2 separate regions of the Arachis hypogaea genome follow, and region 1 is linked to region 2. The links are chromatin contacts, called in public Hi-C maps. All regions are on one chromosome and are shown on one strand. The core of a region is the stretch at or near the end of the contact, and the rest is flanking DNA. Distances in the headings are between cores, read along the strand shown.

Evidence for each region. A called contact is a pair of places that touch in the nucleus more often than the background predicts.
Region 1: a contact with region 2 is called in a Hi-C map of an unstated tissue, with 4 times the contacts expected there. The contact joins the promoter of LOC112720216 here to the enhancer-like site in region 2. A contact is called at or near these places in 5 of 8 Hi-C or Micro-C datasets (leaf and an unstated tissue).

What each region holds. Positions count from the first base shown.
Region 1 is chr11:10,494,815-10,497,514 of arahy.Tifrunner.gnm2.J5K5, forward strand. LOC112720216 (protein ENHANCED DOWNY MILDEW 2) reads left to right here and starts at 1,354. Exons shown (of 18, transcript XM_025771071.3): 1 at 1,354-1,987; 2 at 2,080-2,176. The coding sequence starts at 1,569.
Region 2 is chr11:10,274,624-10,277,518 of arahy.Tifrunner.gnm2.J5K5, forward strand. No RefSeq gene overlaps it. Among protein-coding and RNA genes, the nearest start is that of LOC112720212, 4.1 kb to the left of the region's middle. Within about 2 kb of position 1,433, at least 1 of the 3 cell types and tissues checked has open chromatin away from gene starts, as enhancers often do.

The DNA.
Region 1 (2,700 bases), core at 104-2,603, 220 kb after region 2:
TGTAGACCAGCGGGTCTCACCTTCTCCTTGGCACCTCTCTGCTCTCCTGGCTTTCTGATTCTGTCCGGGGGCTCGAGGTGCGCCTGGAGCGACTCCTCCGGAGACTCCTTTCTCCCTTTTGAGTGGATCGGGAAGGCTCCTGGCTAGGAGTGGGCTGACGACTTTCACGGTTGGCTACTTCTCGCTCCAAGTTCTGCACCCTGTGGTGCAGCTCTTGTATTATCCTGGCGCTGTCGCTGCCTGTCCCTCCAAAGGGTCTTCCCTTTGTGTGTCGCGGGGGAGATCTACTGCCTTCGCGAACGGGGGCTCCGGTGGCTACCCCGCTGCCTCGGGGATCTACCCCCTTCCCGCAGGTCCCGGCCCCGCCGTCAGCCACACCAGAAACCAAAACAAAATCTATGTTGGGGGGAGAATCCCCACAGACGGCGCCAATGTTCGGTACGTCGTGTTACCGGACGGTTCGGGTTGTAGGTTGGTGTGAAGATGGGTCTCCGCCTCGGTCTGGATTCTGGGAACGATTTGCGCTGGCTGCCGGTCTGCCGAGCTCTTGATAGGTTGAGGGGGGTGCGTCACCTGCAATGACACTCCGACGCCCAAGTCAGTAGAGTGTATAGGTGATGTGAGAATTTTGAGTAGGGTGACGTACCTTGGGGGAGGGGTAGGACCCTCCCCATATATACCCTGTCAGGAGTGGACCCCACGTGGGTAAACCCACCTTCCTCGAAGCTTCCCAATACAACTGTAGCAGTGAGCTGTAAAAGACGCGTGTCCGGGTCGGTTGTGGGGCGTATCGTGCCCATCCGTTCACGTCGGGTGGTCTATGGATCGGGTCGGCCAGCATGACGTTTGGGCTGGGCCGTAACAATAACATCATCACATACATAATATAAATTAAAGTAAAAATTTAAATATGATACAATATTATTAATCATTTTATTAATTATTTTAATTTATTACACATATTATATATTAAAATTATATATATACCGGACGGGTATCATCTAAACCCGCCCACGCCCATGTCCAAGAACCCGTCCCACTAAAAACTCGCCCCAATGCGGTTACCCGCCCTGAGCAGGTAGAGGCGGGATGGGTACCCGCGTATTCGGGGGTGTTGCCATCCCTAGCGGTCTCATACTCTTGTTCAAGGTTTTGAAAATCGGACCGGACTGACCAGTTCGATTGGATTAACTAGAAACCGGTCATTTATCCGATCCGGTTAACTTTCAAAACCTTTCTACAAAGAACCGGTTTTAAACCGGATGAACCGGTGGTAAACCGGCGATCCAGTCAAACCGGCCGGGTTTTTTCAAGTATCGGTTCGCTAATCCAACAACGAAAACGGCGCGTTTTGATTCCAGAGAAGAAAAGTGCCATTTCCCCTTTCTTTCTCTCACAAACGCACCCTCACCAACCCTTGATTCTCCTGAACCCTATCAGAGCCACCATCCTTGTCGTGCGTCGTTTCCGCTTCTCCCCTCCTCGCCGTTAAATTCAATTGATTAAATTCAGTTATTCTCTGGTTTAGGTTTTCAGTAATTAAACTTTCCGGGTTTAAAAAACGTACAATGGCGTCTTCGGATGATGAGCCAGAGTCTCAGCCACTATCTGTCTCGAATTACCACTTTGAAGATGACAGGGATGCCCCTGTATCGTTTTCTGTGATGCCAATTCAATGGAGTGGGTCGGAGAGTCCTCAAGGCAAGAAAACAGAGTTGTTCCTCCACGGTGTGGCGGATAATGGGCTGCAGAAGATTATGATGCCGGTCATGGCGTGGCGGTTCGAGCTTTCCTCTGTGAAGCCTGAGATATCTGTGCTGTCATCCAAGGATAGGAGATGGATCAAACTTGAGAAGCCAAGAAAGAGCTATGAGGACATTGTAAGGGGTATTTTAGTAACTGTTTACTTCCTGAGTTTTGCAAAGAAGAATCCTGATGCAACCGCGAAAGCTGCGTGGGATAGCTTGAGTAAGAATAAGGAGTTTAGGCATGTCTCAATTGTTCTTGACTGTTTTGTTTTCCCGTAGTTATTACTGTGGCAGCACATTTTAAGATATTCATTTTATGATACTTTTACAGCTCTTACGAGGTTATGCCTTCGGCAAATGATTTAGTAAATCAGAAGGCTTTGATGAGTGAAGCAGCCAAGAGGGATGCTTTGTTGGCTAAGTCCAAGGTTTGTACTTTGTATTTAGGGTTTGTTTGGGTGAGTTTTTAGAAAAAAATCTTTTTTTGAGTTATTTTTTTTAAAAGATCTTATGAAAAATTAGAAATAATTTTATGTCTAGGTATCTCATGCAATAAGATTTTTTTTATCTATCAATTATGTTTGGGTATAAAAGTACTTTTTGTTTATTTATTACATGAAAACATCTTTTTTTAGGAAAAAAGATCTTTTAAAAAAAAGATGTAAATTACAGCTTCTCAAAAAAGATGTTTTTTTTTTCCTAGTGCTTTTATTTTTACTACTAGAAATTTGCTAAACATAAAAAAAAAATCTTTTTTCATAATTTTTTTTATCAAAATAATGGCGCCCAATCAAACACTTACTTCATAAAAAATATTTGCTGTGCTAGGAATTTTTTTTTTTGACATTTTGGGGGAGGGGTTGTGATTAGTATCTTCCTTAAATATAAATCAAGACTACTCAATGTTGGACTTTGGGCATCCCTCTACGGTAGAGAGTTCATATATGAACCC
Region 2 (2,895 bases), core at 183-2,682:
ACAAATATTGCTATATTTCATACATATAAAACTATAATTATATTAGATGTAGACCAAAATCGATCATCAGTATATAATACATATTGAAATACAAAATACAAATTAAAAATAAATTAAATTACAAATATATTAATATACAAATATATAGTAATTAATTTTGGTGTGCATATAACCATTTTGATAAAACCAAATATCCTATTAGAATAAAGTTTCCTAATAATACATCATCAATACATCTATTTCAGGGCAAAATACTTGAATAAACCAAAGTGAAGCAAATATTATCAATATCACCCAAAGCAAAAAATGAGACGTGGATCACCCAAAGACCTTGTTTATATAAATCAAATTAGAGTAATTTGATTTGCAATTTATGCTAGTAAATCGAATTAAGCTAAGTAGAATTACTAGGCCATATATAAATTGAATTAGACAATTTCGATTTACACATGAATAAAGTAAATCGAAATAGGCTAGTCAGATTTATGCATGGGTTGTTTGATTCCAAGTAAATTGAATTAGGCTATTTCGATTTACCTTGTTGTAGATCAAAACACATAATTCAAATTAGGTAAAGCAGATTTACTATTGTTTCAGCAACATATTTAAATGGAGGCAGAGTAATTTGATTTAGAAGGGATAAAATGTGTATAAATAGCTGTGGAATATGAATTCTTCATCATAGTGAGCCTCACAGTGGCTAGTGAAAAGAGCTTTTTGGTTTTGGTACACTATAGAGGGTCGATTAAGAAAAAAACATGTTCCGAAATTAAGTTTACGGATAAGGATCCGCTTAGTGTTTTTGTTAGAGCTTCGACGAGTTTCACCGAGTTTAAGGATAATATAATCCGAAAACTAGATCTGCAAGGCATGAAACGAGTGGAGAAGTTATTCTACAGAATTTCGATCTCGGTTTTGCGGGATGATGTGAAGTATGATTCGTTCGTCATAAGCAGTGATGAAGATTTGGAAGTGTTGTTCCACTGTCGTCGGCAATTCCCGGAGGTGAGGACCCCTGAGCTGTTGGCCAAGCTTGTGGATGTGGTCTCTAGCTCAAGAGGTTCTAACCGGATTCCTCTGACTTCAGCCACGGCCGTCGGGTTGTGTTCGAGGCCTATTGGTGCCTCTTCATCTCTACCCGTGATTGAGCCTGATGCATGTTTGGTGGCCTCCCTGTCCTTCGCTGTTGACCTGGATCGTACTCGTGACACAGAACGAGTTGATACTGTGCCGGTAGTTGATGCTACGTTTGCAGTGGCCAGCATTGTTGATGTGGTCCCAGACCCCCAACAGGGTGGAGCCCTGGATGGTGTCGAAGATGTATTTCAGGATGAGGATAATGATGATGTGGAACTCGCCATGATTGCCGATGATAGCGATGATGAGGATGAGAAGAATACTCCAAATGAGGGAGGAGTAGCAGGCAGTTCAGGGACACTGCAGTACCCCTCACACTTTTCAGCTTTGGACTTAGATGCCATGAGACAGCAGGGGGATCCGACTGTGCCTGCCCAATTCGGGGCCAGAGACATATAGGATACCGGAGGACTAGCTGAGTTTCAAGTTGGTCAGCAGTTTCAGGATAAAGACGGGGCCCTGTTGAGTGTGAAGACGTAAGCATCCGACGTGAGGTTGAGTATAAAGTGATGGAATTGGATTACCGCAAGTACCATGGGAAGTGTAAGTATTTCGGCAAGGGGTGCACATGGTTGATTCGTATCAGTCTCTGACAACTCAGAGGTATTTGGGGGATGAAACGGTACAATGGACCGCACACCTGTCTGACCACTTCCATATCTAGTGATCACATGAGGCTCGATTACCATGTGATCTCGGCGTTCATACTCTCTATGATTAGGGTTGATGCTGCCGCGTCGATCAAGGTACTTCAGAATGCGACAGAGTCCCATTTTGGTTTCAGACAGACTTACAGGAGGGTTTGGATAGCTAAGCAGTAGGTCGTGGCTCAGATTTATGGCGACTGGGAGGAGTCATATAATGAATTGCCGTGATGGGTGCTAGGGGTGCAGATCACGATGCCGGGCAGTGTTGTAGTGTTAAGGACGAGTCCAGTGCGACTGGGTGGCCATGTAAGTGAGGAGCAAGCGTATTTCCACCGACTTTTTTAGAGTTTTCCACCGTGTATCGAGGTGTTCAGACATTGCAAGTCTCTGGTTAGCATAGATGGGACCCACCGATTCGGGCCGTCTTCCATTATGCTAGGCAGTGCCGCTTTCTCTGGATTTGGTGGGGTATGGGTTGGTAAAATGTAATTCGAATGAAGTATATTCGAATTATATAGAGTCAGGCTCCATGTAAATCGAAACAAGTGAATTAGATTTAGTATGAGTCGAGGGTGCTATATAAATCGAATTAGGTTGGTTAGATTTACTCTTGGTAAATCGAAACCACCTATTTTAAATTACTATGGGCACCAAACCATGGACTAATTCGAATTACCACGGGCTTCGAAATCGTGTGCTAAATCTACCTAATCTGATTCGGATTATATGTAATTAAAGCTTCCCTAATAAATCTATTCTATCTAATTCGATTTACATAAAAAAAAGCCTTTGAATGATCCACAAACCATTTCTTGCTTTGGGTGATATTAATAATTTTTGCATGCAATTGGGTGATCTCAATATTTTGCCCTCTATTTTTGGTATATAGTCATTTTTTCAAAAAAATCGTATCTCACAAATGTTTATTTATATGTATTGTTTAGTATATTTTTTTATATATAGAGTAAACTATATTTTTTATCTCTTAAGTTTTTGAAAAATTTTAAAAATGTTTTCAACTTTTAATTTATTTTAATTTTATCTTTAACGTTTTAAATATATTTTAATTATATCTTTAAGAGTTAACACTGTTAACAGAAATGTTAACTTG